2 separate regions of the Anas platyrhynchos genome follow, and region 1 is linked to region 2. A link is a contact called in public Hi-C data. All regions are on one chromosome and are shown on one strand. Each heading gives the region's core, a stretch centred on a gene start, on an enhancer-like site or on the middle of the called end of the contact. The rest is flanking DNA. Distances are from core to core; before and after follow the strand shown. Region 1 overlaps FAM3C (FAM3 metabolism regulating signaling molecule C). Region 2 has its middle 44 kb from the start of FAM3C.

Evidence for each region. A called contact is a pair of places that touch in the nucleus more often than the background predicts.
Region 1: a Hi-C map of liver shows a contact between it and region 2, with 4 times the contacts expected there. The contact joins two enhancer-like sites. A contact is called at or near these places in 4 of 8 Hi-C or Micro-C datasets (F1 follicle, liver, skeletal muscle and 1 more).

What each region holds. Positions count from the first base shown.
Region 1 is chr1:24,428,003-24,433,795 of IASCAAS_PekinDuck_T2T, forward strand. It overlaps FAM3C (FAM3 metabolism regulating signaling molecule C), which reads left to right. Exons shown (of 10, transcript XM_038185043.2): 6 at 3,819-3,877; 7 at 5,220-5,270; 8 at 5,723-5,793. Among named protein-coding and RNA genes, the nearest start is that of FAM3C, 27 kb to the left of the region's middle. Within about 2 kb of position 2,534, at least 2 of the 8 cell types and tissues checked have an H3K27ac peak or open chromatin away from gene starts, as enhancers often do.
Region 2 is chr1:24,357,830-24,362,989 of IASCAAS_PekinDuck_T2T, forward strand. No RefSeq gene overlaps it. Among named protein-coding and RNA genes, the nearest start is that of FAM3C, 44 kb to the right of the region's middle. Within about 2 kb of position 2,777, at least 2 of the 8 cell types and tissues checked have an H3K27ac peak or open chromatin away from gene starts, as enhancers often do.

The DNA of each region.
Region 1 (5,793 bases), core at 1,284-3,783, 70 kb after region 2:
CCTGTATTTCTAATAACAGTATTTTCAACACAGTATTGTTAACAATATTATGTCTAGAGTATTTAACTGAATAACTTTGGGTAATCCTTATAACTAGAATATTAATGTTTATTTTTAGACTCTGTTTCTTTGCTCTTAGGTTGCTACTGCTCATTGTCACCCACAGCATGCCATTTTGTATGATATAATCTATCCACTCAATTTTGAATGACGTGGCAGCAAAGACATGCTGTTAGCATTGTCAGAAGTAATAAATACATTTTTTTTAATAATCAGCCTTTGCCTTCCATCTACATTTAAACTACCCCAGTTTAGCTGTTTCGCAGCCCATGCTATGTAAGTACAGGGTGGTACAGATAGCACATACAGCAGTCAGCACTAATTCTAGAGCAAATGGCAACATTTCTGTGAACAGCAAAACTCATAAATAGGATAAGCGATCAGTTACTGTTTAGGTCTGTAAAATCTGTAAGTACTGGATTATATTTTCCATCACTTTATTCTCTAATTAAAATAAAATGAAAAAAATATTTTTATGTGATCTAAAAACTATTTCTAGCTGCTTGGTTCTCTTCATTCGTAGCATTCATTCCTTTTACAGCCTTGGAAAATCTTATCCAGTCTCCCTGCAGAGAGATTTTTTTGTTCATGTTCCAAAATTTGCCAGCATCTCAGCCTGGTTGCTAGGAAGCTTAATATCTGCAAAGATTTAGGGTGATTCACTGATGAAAAGTTATGAGACTGCAAGTAATATTTTAACATCAGGACTGTAGGCTTTTTAAGTGTCTTGCTTACTGGTTAACTAAGGAGAGATTTTTTTGGGGAGACATGAACAACAATATGAATATTTCATTTAAGCAAGTGATGAAAAATAGTGACTGTCAAGAAATCCTCTATTCTTTTAATATTGGTGTACAACTTACTGCATAACTATTGGGGTCTTAAGTTCTGTTTCAATTGGCAAAAAGCTTTGCTAGTTCCTTCTGAGGAGGATTTTTAAAGTCTATTGAAGTGTCCGTCAGCAGGATTGATTAATTTTATATTATCTTCTCCTTTGTTCATAATACATTTGACTTCTCGTTCAAAAGCTGACATCATTTCTTGATTGTGAGTTTTCGGAAGAATTCTAAAACTGGTAAACTACTGCCCTCCTGTGAGAAAGCATTCACATTACACCCACTAGTATTTGTGACAGCACACAAGCCATCTCAGGTGTGTAAAGCAGTGTCTCAGAACTGTGAAGGGACTTACTTTATTTTTAGTAGCTCTTTTTGTAGTGATGTTTTTGACAATCCTGCAAAACGCCATTTTCTGGTTAAGTCGGGATTGCTGAATTTTTCTTGATAGTCTTCCTTGTGCTTCCAAGACACAGAAGCAGGAACAAGGTTTCATAAATTGTTTGTAATGTTTACAGCATAAGCTTTTGCTCTGTATTAAACAAGGGTGTCATTTAGTTTGACAGTAGTGAAACTGCTAGTGTAATTGGGAGTGCGTTTAAGTGCTCAGTGTTTCCTTTTTATTGTATAGATATTTTGGACTGTGGTGGGAGCTCTGCTCTGTAGATGTTCAGTTATGGTCTTGCTTTTCTGTATTGGAAGGGCATAATCCAAACTAAAAAATAATATACTGCAGTCATTGTCAAAATATTAAATATTGTGGTTGCTATGTGATGGGTTTAAAAGGAGCAATAGAGTTATACCTCTTTACTATCAACATGCAGTTTTTCTTCTGTAAAGAAGCCAGTTCCATGTTTGTGCAACAGTAACCATATAGCAGGATCTTACAGCATCCACCTTTAATAATTATTTTATTTCTGGTATTCATATTTGCAGGATTTTTTGGTATCTGAAGTCCATCATAGCTGTTAGGTGTGTGTGGTTTTTCAGTGCCTAATTAACCCAGTATTGGAAGTTTTTTGACTTCAGTTTATTTACTGAGAATCGTAGTTAAAAACTAAACTAAGTTCTTAATCTTTTTAGTAAATTAAAGTCCATCTTCTATGACCAAAGGAATGCATTCAGAACTTCATTGGTTTTGTTTTATTTCTTTTCAGTCTATTTGCCATATGTTTCTGTTGCTTAGAATTGATGCCTAGACATGATGTGAAAATGATGTGATCACAGAAGTAATGGACTTCCAGCGGCTAAAATGCTTCTGTAACTCCCTACTGACCAAAACTGAATTCCATATTTTAGAAGAAAATTACAAGTCCTCTTCTAATCACAAATGTTTGGCAGATGATATGTTAGAGGGCTGACAAAAGAATATGGTATCTTTCATCTCCGATTACTACTGCTATAAAACTGAAGCCACCATACAAAGAGTTGCCATTAGCTAGTGGGCATTCACTGCCTCTCTGAAATCGCTGATACTGAGTCTGTCCCAGATATGGTGTTGTCTGTATGAATTTGATCTAAATTTTGGCTTGTATCTTCATCCTAAGTGCAACGGACACCATCAGAGAGGAAGGTTCTATCATCATCTTTGTAACAGAGCATTTCTTGTTGCTAGCTCATGAGTAAAGAATTAGAATGGGGTGAGTAACAAATTAGTATGGGATGAGTAATGAATTAGTATGGGATGTTGCAGTGGTGTGTGCAAGCATGCAGTCCTTGTGAAACATTGAATAGTTGCTCAGACATGACCTGAAAATCATGTGGCCACAAAAGAAGTTACCTGATAAAAGTTTTGAAGATAGAAGGGTTGTACAAGCTTGCCAGCCCCTTCTTAGAGCAAGCTAGGGAAGTCAAAGCAGCCCTGGTCAGGAAGGAATTAACACATTTATTAGAGTGTGTTTGGAATTGATGAGATATGCTCCAGTATGCTTATGCTGAAATGCTTTCTTAAATCTGAGCTGAAGATTTCTTAACTGTCCTCATAGGGTTTTAACCCTTATTCCTGTTTCTCCTTGCTTATGTTAATGCTTTTAGTCCTAGCTTCAAAGTGGAACTGCTGGAATATTTAGGGCCTGTAGGTAGAACGGAGATCTTCATACAGTGCCAGTGAAAAATAATGAGATCATCTGTGAGCTTCCTCTCACTGGAGTGGTACCCTCACCATGGCCCAAGGCACCGTAGCTAACAGTCTTAACATTCCCATTAGCTCTTCTTTACAGCTCTGAACAGCTGCCATTTCACAGTGTCTCTGTACTTTCTGAGCTCCTTTTCTGCTCTGAGTTTGGCCAAGTAATTGTTGTCGTAGACTGTGGTGGTTTTGTTGGGATGTCTAATGGTACTCCAAGATTATAGTCACTTTTTGTTTAAAGTCCCATCAATATATTGACTATTTCCCTTGGACTTAGTTACTTCTGTCTGTCATAGGAAACATGTCTACATTGACTTTCTTGTTTAGTATTGTGATGCTGCAGTATTCATTTTAAATACTTTGGTTCAGTTAACTTTTAAACTCATTAACGATTTTGTTCATCCTATGCTTAAAAAAAGTATAAAATGTTGGTTACGTGACTGTGCTAAGCCCCTCAAATTGTTCTTCATGTTTCAGGCTCCTTAACTTCAAGGAATTTCCTTAACTGCACTGATAGCACTTTACTTTTGTTGGCATTTTTAATACACACATACTTTGAGCATTTAATCATCTTTTTTTTCAAGCTAAGTGGGTACAATTAGGGACATTAGATCTATCATTCTCAGTTCAGTGGTTCCGTAAAGGCACGTAGGAGACTTTGCTTCATTTAAGTACTCATGGGCACATGGTCTTTAAGATACACATCTTATGATTTAATCGTTCCTATTTAAAATTGAAATACTACATATCAGAAGATTGTCCTATTACAAATTAAATTGTTTATTTTGTTTCAGTTTAATGAGTGGAGTTAAAAATAATGTTGGCAGAGGAATAAATGTGGCCTTGGTCAATGGTAAGTGATGTTTAAGTGAGCAGTGTCTTCATTTTAAAATTCTTCCTGAAATTTAAGGCCCTGTTAAGGGATGATGAAGTACAAAGAGGAGGATAAGAGGCAGTATTCAGCATACGTACACGGAGATAACGTCAAATTTTGGTACTTACATGTTTTTGTTAGTATACAGTTTGAAAGTAGAAAAACTTAGAGCATTTTTGTTTCTGGAAATGTGTGATAATGCAGAGTTCCATTGTCATTATTTTAGCGATACATCAGATAACTTTCTAATGGTGTGTCTCTTGAATTTGTATATTGCCACCACTAATAAAATTCTGTACACCAAATTCTTCTCATACTGTTTTCAGTGAAACCTATTTAACAGTGTTACTACATGAAAAAGACAGTTCATTATTTCCTAGTTTGAAATCAGTATATTCTATTACTCCATATATAGAGATCTTGTCCCCAAATACATCCATGTTATATATTCAGGATTCTTAACTTCCATTAATAAATTTACCTGTGTGTCAGCTTGAAAGCTAAACTGAACGTCAGTACTGACAATTTTGTCCTTTATATGTAGGAAGCAATTTCTTGTAGCAGCGAGATAGTACTTTGTCAGTTCACAGCAATATAAATTCATATTATTTTTGGATCGTACTCAGGTTTATATCACCTAACACATGATTTGAACAATACTCACTTAATCCTATTTTGCCCTCCTAAATTGTCTCAGTCTGTTCAAAAACAAACCTCCCAGTTCCATATTATATAGCTGCCAGTCTTTCTCCTTGTCTTACAGATTTTATGTGATGTATCTATTAAAAACAAAACTCTACATTCCATCAAATACTGACGTTGTAGACAGCGCAGTAAAAATGGTGATGAACATACAATACCCACTTTCTTCTCTGTTTATTCTAAAAGTTTACATGGGCTAAGAAATTCCAGTTTGTAGCAGAACATGCAGTGTAATTTTGATCTTTATTGCTTCCTATGTGGTACTAAAAGCAAACTATAACTGTACTCTTTTTTTGCAAAAAGAACCTTTTTTTTTTTAAAAAAAAAAAAAAAGCTAAGTGCATTTTCTTTATTGCTCTTTCTTGAGGGTGTTCTGTGTTGTTTTTTTTATGTTTAACTTAATGTAAAATCAGTTTGCATCTTCTATCTTTTCTTTCCCCCCTCTTAGCTTTTCACAAATGGCTGTAGTGTTTAAGGAGAAATCTTCATGAAAGATAGAAGTACTTGATTTATAGAGTGTCTTCAGCACTTTTTCTGACAGTCATTAAGAGGAATTGGGCATGTTGTCTGTGAAGTACCTTTGGCTATTTCATTAAACCACGTATTTCTTTTTCTTCAGGTAAAACAGGAGAACCATTAGACACTAAATTCTTTGATATGTGGGGAGGAGGTAAGTGCAGTTATCCTAGCTGGTTAGAGAGAAGCAACCTGACTGTGTGCATGTGCTTGTGTGTGCCCCCTCTAGGCTCCGTTTGCTGTGGTGGTTTAAGCTTGACCTCAGCCTTTATAATTGTGAGGAGAATGCCACTTTAGAGAAACACAAAGGGGGATGGGGAGAGAGAAGAGGAGAATGGTGCATTTAATCACACCTGCTCATTCTCCTGAGTAGTTCCCACTAGCAGGTATGTCTTTACACAGTATAGATGAAACCCTTTATATAAAATGAGAGTTCTTCCTTGTGCATTTTATCTTTCTCACACTTACGATCTTGTTATAAATGTACAATTATAAATAATAATAATTATTAATTTAGCAATGTCTAAATTAAATAGATGTTGCAGGTTATTATAATATATCTAATGATTGGTGCTTATGTGAGTTTTTTTTGTGTTCTCTTTCCAGATGTGGCACCATTTATTGAATTTCTTAAGTCCATCCAGGATGGAACCATAGTGTTAATGGGAACATATGAT
Region 2 (5,160 bases), core at 1,527-4,026:
TAATGTCCCTCAACCTGCCCTAGCTTCATAGCCTTCTTTAGGAGGCAGCCTTGACTGTAAATGAGATATCTTCATTTTCCTTCTCTCTTAAGGGATTCGTTCTGCCTCGAGGGTGCTGAAATTCATAACTTTGTACTGTACCTGCTAGAAGTTACCAAATCTAGTACACCAATAGAGGCAAGGCCGCCACAACTTCATCTCCTCACATCCAGCCAGTAGTAAGCCTGAGTGTGTACCCCCAGTAGGCACAGACACACACACTTTCAATGCATGTATACATGGATGTGTACAGACATAGATTTATCTACATACATGCATAGCTGGCCACATAGATTAACACAGACAGAAAATGCAACAGTAAGCTGATACAGCACAAACAGACTGATCCTGCTCCGCTCTGGGGCTGATTGCATTGAAAGACTGTTAGTAGAAAATTTGTACATGCATACTCCCAGTAGCTTCCCTTGGACCCCAACCCTCTCAGTTGGTGGTGCCCGGACATGGAGCCCCTGAAGCCACAGCCCCACTGCAGTTGCTCTGACCTGCACACACACACACACACACCCCAGCAGCCATCCGTGCACATTTGGTCTTTTCAGTAGCTGGCCCTGGACCCCCTGGCCTCATGCACAGATACACACATGCAAATGGGTTTGTCCAGTAGCTGGTTCAGACCTATGGCCCCTCCAGTAGCAACTCACAGACCCCACAATCTCTTGAGTAGCCAATATGAGACCTTGTAGTCCCTGCAGTAACCAACTCTCGGAGCCCCTGTTTTCTTCAGGGTGTGGCCCAGACAGACACACAGGCTCCTGAGACTGCTGGTCCCCCTCCAGCAGCTGCCCTCAGGCCCCAGACACACACATAGTAGAGATCTCAGCACCCAGGAAAAGAGTTTGGACTCATCAAGAAGATAGGATAGACTGTGAGGATCAGATGAAGGGCATGACCAGACAAGTGTACAAACCAGCAACATGTTTGCATATGAATAGACCCTTTTTATCCCCTTCCCCCCCCACTTTTTTCCTTTTTTTTTCTATTTTTTCCACTCTTGCTCCTTCTCAAACAACCTCAATCTCTTCCTTTGCCCGCTTTCAGGTCCTCCTCTAAATATCCCATAACTCTTTCACATACCCCAAATACTCTTTCCAACCTACTGTAATAGTTCCCATATCCTTGTTGGCTGGAATCCCTCTGCCCAGTCTTAAAGTGATCTTGTGAGAGTCTCTCCTTGAGCCTGGGCAGTGGAGCTGATGGCCTTCCTGTGGTAGGCCAGGGAGTTGGGGTCCTCAGCTGGCACTGATTAGGTTGCTGTATTACAGAATCACAGAATCACAGAATTTCTAGGTTGGAAGAGACCTCAAAATCATCGAGTCCAACCTATGACCTAACACTAACAGTCCTCCACTAAACCATATCCCTAAGCTCTACATCTAAATGTCTTTTAAAGACCTCCAGAGATGGTGACTCCACCACTTCCCTGGGCAGCCCGTTCCAATGTCTAACAACCCTTTCGGTAAAGAAGTTCTTCATAACATCCAACCTAAAACTCCCCTGGTGCAACTTTAGCACATTCCCCCTCGTCCTGTCACCAGGCACGTGGGAGAACAGGCCAACCCCCACCTCGCTACAGCCTCCTTTAAGGTATCTGTAGAGAGCAATAAGGTGGCCCCTGAGCCTCCTTTTCTTCAGGCTGAACAAGCCCAGCTCCCTCAGCCGCTCCTCGTAGGACTTGTTCTCCAGACCCCTCACCAGCTTTGTCGCCCTTCTCTGGACTGCTCCATCACATTTATGGAGGTAATCCTCAAATCACATAACCTAAAATTCCTGCTTTGCACAGAAATCACTTGTGCACTTGTCTGAGGTGAGTATCAGTCAATGGTCTTACTGTTGCGCAGGGGAAACCTGTGTCTCTTGGCACCATGGCTATGCTGAGTTTAACACCTGGTGCCATCAGACCTTTAGAAAAGCAGGACAGTCCTGGATCTCATCAATACTTTGAGCCCTAATCAGAAGCCAGGTCTCCTTCCAGGTGCACAAATCATAAGATCACTTTCCCAAGTTTGTAACCTCTACCTATTGTGCTACTGCTTTGATGAGCCCACATTCTCCAGCACAACACGCACAGCTGTACTCACTGCAAGTCTGGATGCTCTTCTGAGAGTTTAGTCTTGCAGCTTCCAACCCCCTTCAGCAGAAGAAAAGGTGAAACTTAAATTCTTTCATCTTGAATGCTAACCCTTGAACAGCTACACAAAAGGAAGAAAAGTAGTACTTGCCAGCACACTATCTCGTCATGCATTTGGGAGAAATCTATCTCGTTATTATAAGTACTTACTGGTTTGAGTCCCAGGCTCAGAAACACCACTTTACAAATCATTATCTGGTTTAAGCTTCAATAGTTTATGAGGTTTTCTAAGTGTCAAAACATAGAGGGGAAAAACTTTGTGTGGACTTAAAGAGTCTTGAAGATTAGATGGCAATTTTTTTAAGAGCTGGCTTTTGGATGTCTAACTATGAAGGTGGTTTGGAACGAAGTGACTAAGACAGCCTGCCTTCTGTATCTGTAAAGTCTATGTGGCATTTACATTTATTGAGTGTCTACGTTGTAATCCTGATGGTTCTCCGAACCTTATCCTTGCAGACTAAATATAGGCTCCCAAGCAGATGCAGAAATGCTCTCATCAGAGCTGTGAGCTTTCACACCCCCGTCCAGCACATGTGCAGACACATCTCCAAAGAGAGCAGATAACAGCACATGCATCTGGCATCCTTTCCATAAGACAAACACAGCTTCAGACGGTGAGTCACGCACTGAATCATCATCTGAACAGGGCTATCACCTCTGTTTCTAGAACTTCACCATAAGAAATGTAAAATATTTTTGTTTTACTTTACTACAAGAAAAATATATGCAACATTTCCAACTAAAACACTCCCACCTTTTCTTCTCAAGCTCTGCAATCCAACCCAATGGCCCTTTCTAAATCATATTTATTCCTTAGGGAAAAAAACAATACACGTATATATGTATACATATGTATGTATGTATAAGTATAGTCTTTTCTTACTTGTTTACTTTACAGATGTGGAATTGTTTGGCTGTGTGGTTATAAAGGAGCATATAAAAATATATTAATAAAAAAGGCTTTATTTTGGATAGCAAATCAGTATTTCTGTCACCAAAAGAAAAGTATCTTGGTGTCTTTTTGGAAAGACTAAATGATCCCAGAAATTCTACTCCAACAGATTGACACTAAAAAAATCTTGCACTGATGTGATCACAGTAACAAATTATATTATTTCTTCTAGCCAAGGTTCCCAGTGCTCTTTGCAGATATTATTGATAAGCTTTCTCACAGCCTTGTGAGAGAAACAAACACTACTTTCCCCACTTTCTGTATAAATAAACAAGCTCAAGCAAGGTTAAATGACACCCAGTAACATGGGAAAGCTTCAGCTCTAAATTACTGCAGTAGCTGCACCACTGGAAGAAAGGGCTCACGTCAGAAAATCCGAATGCTTTATTAAAGTCAAAACATATGAACTGACCTGTCTGTGGTTTCATCATTAACATACAGAGCAATGTTGCCTCCTATAGACAGCGCACCTGTATAATTAACCTGGAGTTCATTTATCATACATTTTTAAGAAACAGAAGGCAGAGAAGATGAGCTTTCCTCTTTCACATTAACCAAGCTGTCCTAGGGAAGATACAAAGGATGGTGTCGCAGCTGTGCCTAAGCACTCCTCACTAAGATACAAGATTATTTCACTTGCACTTTAACAAGTTGTTGGTAACTGATTGGAGACTCTCACTGCAAATGTGATGTAAAATGTGTCAGCTCAGACTTCAGTCTAGGTTAATAAAAGAAAAAAAAAATGTTTTCTCTGGCATTTGCCAGGAAAGGAGCAAGCACCTAGGCAGTCACCTGCCTCCTCTGACATGCTTATTAATGTTCAGAACGTTCACTTATTAATGTTCAGAAACCCACTAGAGTGCCAGAGCCATTAGAGACAAAACAGCATCTCATTCTCATTAAAATGCAGCTCTGGAGGCTGCCCTTCAGGAGTAATGGCATGTGCAGTGTTGGCTCCGTTCTGCTTCCTGCAGAAAGGAGAGTGATTATGCGGAGTCATGAGTTCACTTTGCAGACGAAGAAGTAATATTAATGAAGGGGCTCTTGGAAACAGAGAAGCATGTGCAAACCTTTCCTTGTAGGATAGGAGATTATATTGTCAGTGCTGAGTAAAGGCTTGTTATGTACTAAAAGGGTTTGTTTTTAGTAGGTATTTTTTATGTCTTTCTGCATTAAGCTGTACCTACTACAATTCATTACAAGAAGCTATATCACATTTATTTTGTAATTGTCCTTTTCTTCAGAAAATAAGCCCTGGTATTTGGTTGGTAGTGGGTATATCCCCTGGGTGCGACCTCGTTTTGGGACTGCTTTGAGGCATAGGTGAATGGGCAGCTGGGTAGGGCAGGAGGGCAGGAGGTTGTGAAGTAATACCTGCTGTAGGACGCATGGCCACAGTACATGCTGTAATCACCCCTCTGTCCCTCGATCAGCCCAGATGCGCAGGGACTGCAAGCCCAGCTTCACTGGGCTCTTCCCTCAGCTATCCATCCTATACAATGACCTTCTTCACCTTCTTTGTGGAAGAAACAGCCAAGGTCTGCTGCCTCATTTTGGGGTAGAAAAATTCAGTTTTTCTTACACGGCTGAGGAACCTGAGTTGAATCCGCACAATCCTCCATGCACTGTGCTTTCTTCTTAGCTGCTGTGACCTGTTATCCTGGTTTGCAAACATTCCCACATTGAACTGGTCATCAGGATGAAAGAGGACTTCAGTCTCCCCTCCATTTTGCTTTGATTTCTAGAAAGTGAAAGGTGAAAGAAACTTTATTTTGGAACGCGCAATGAATATGTGCATAATAAATTAGAGTGCAAAGAAAAACACTACAGTGAAGAAGAAATAACAGCTCCTTTTCAAGTTCTTTCTCATGCATAGATGTACAGAAATTGTCCTAAGGAGGCATGAGGGGATCAGGCAACTTCTGAGAATCTGAATATCCCGAGTTGGAAGGGACCCACAAGAATCATTGAGTTCAATTCTTGTCTCTACACAGGAACATCCAAAAAATCTGACCCTGTG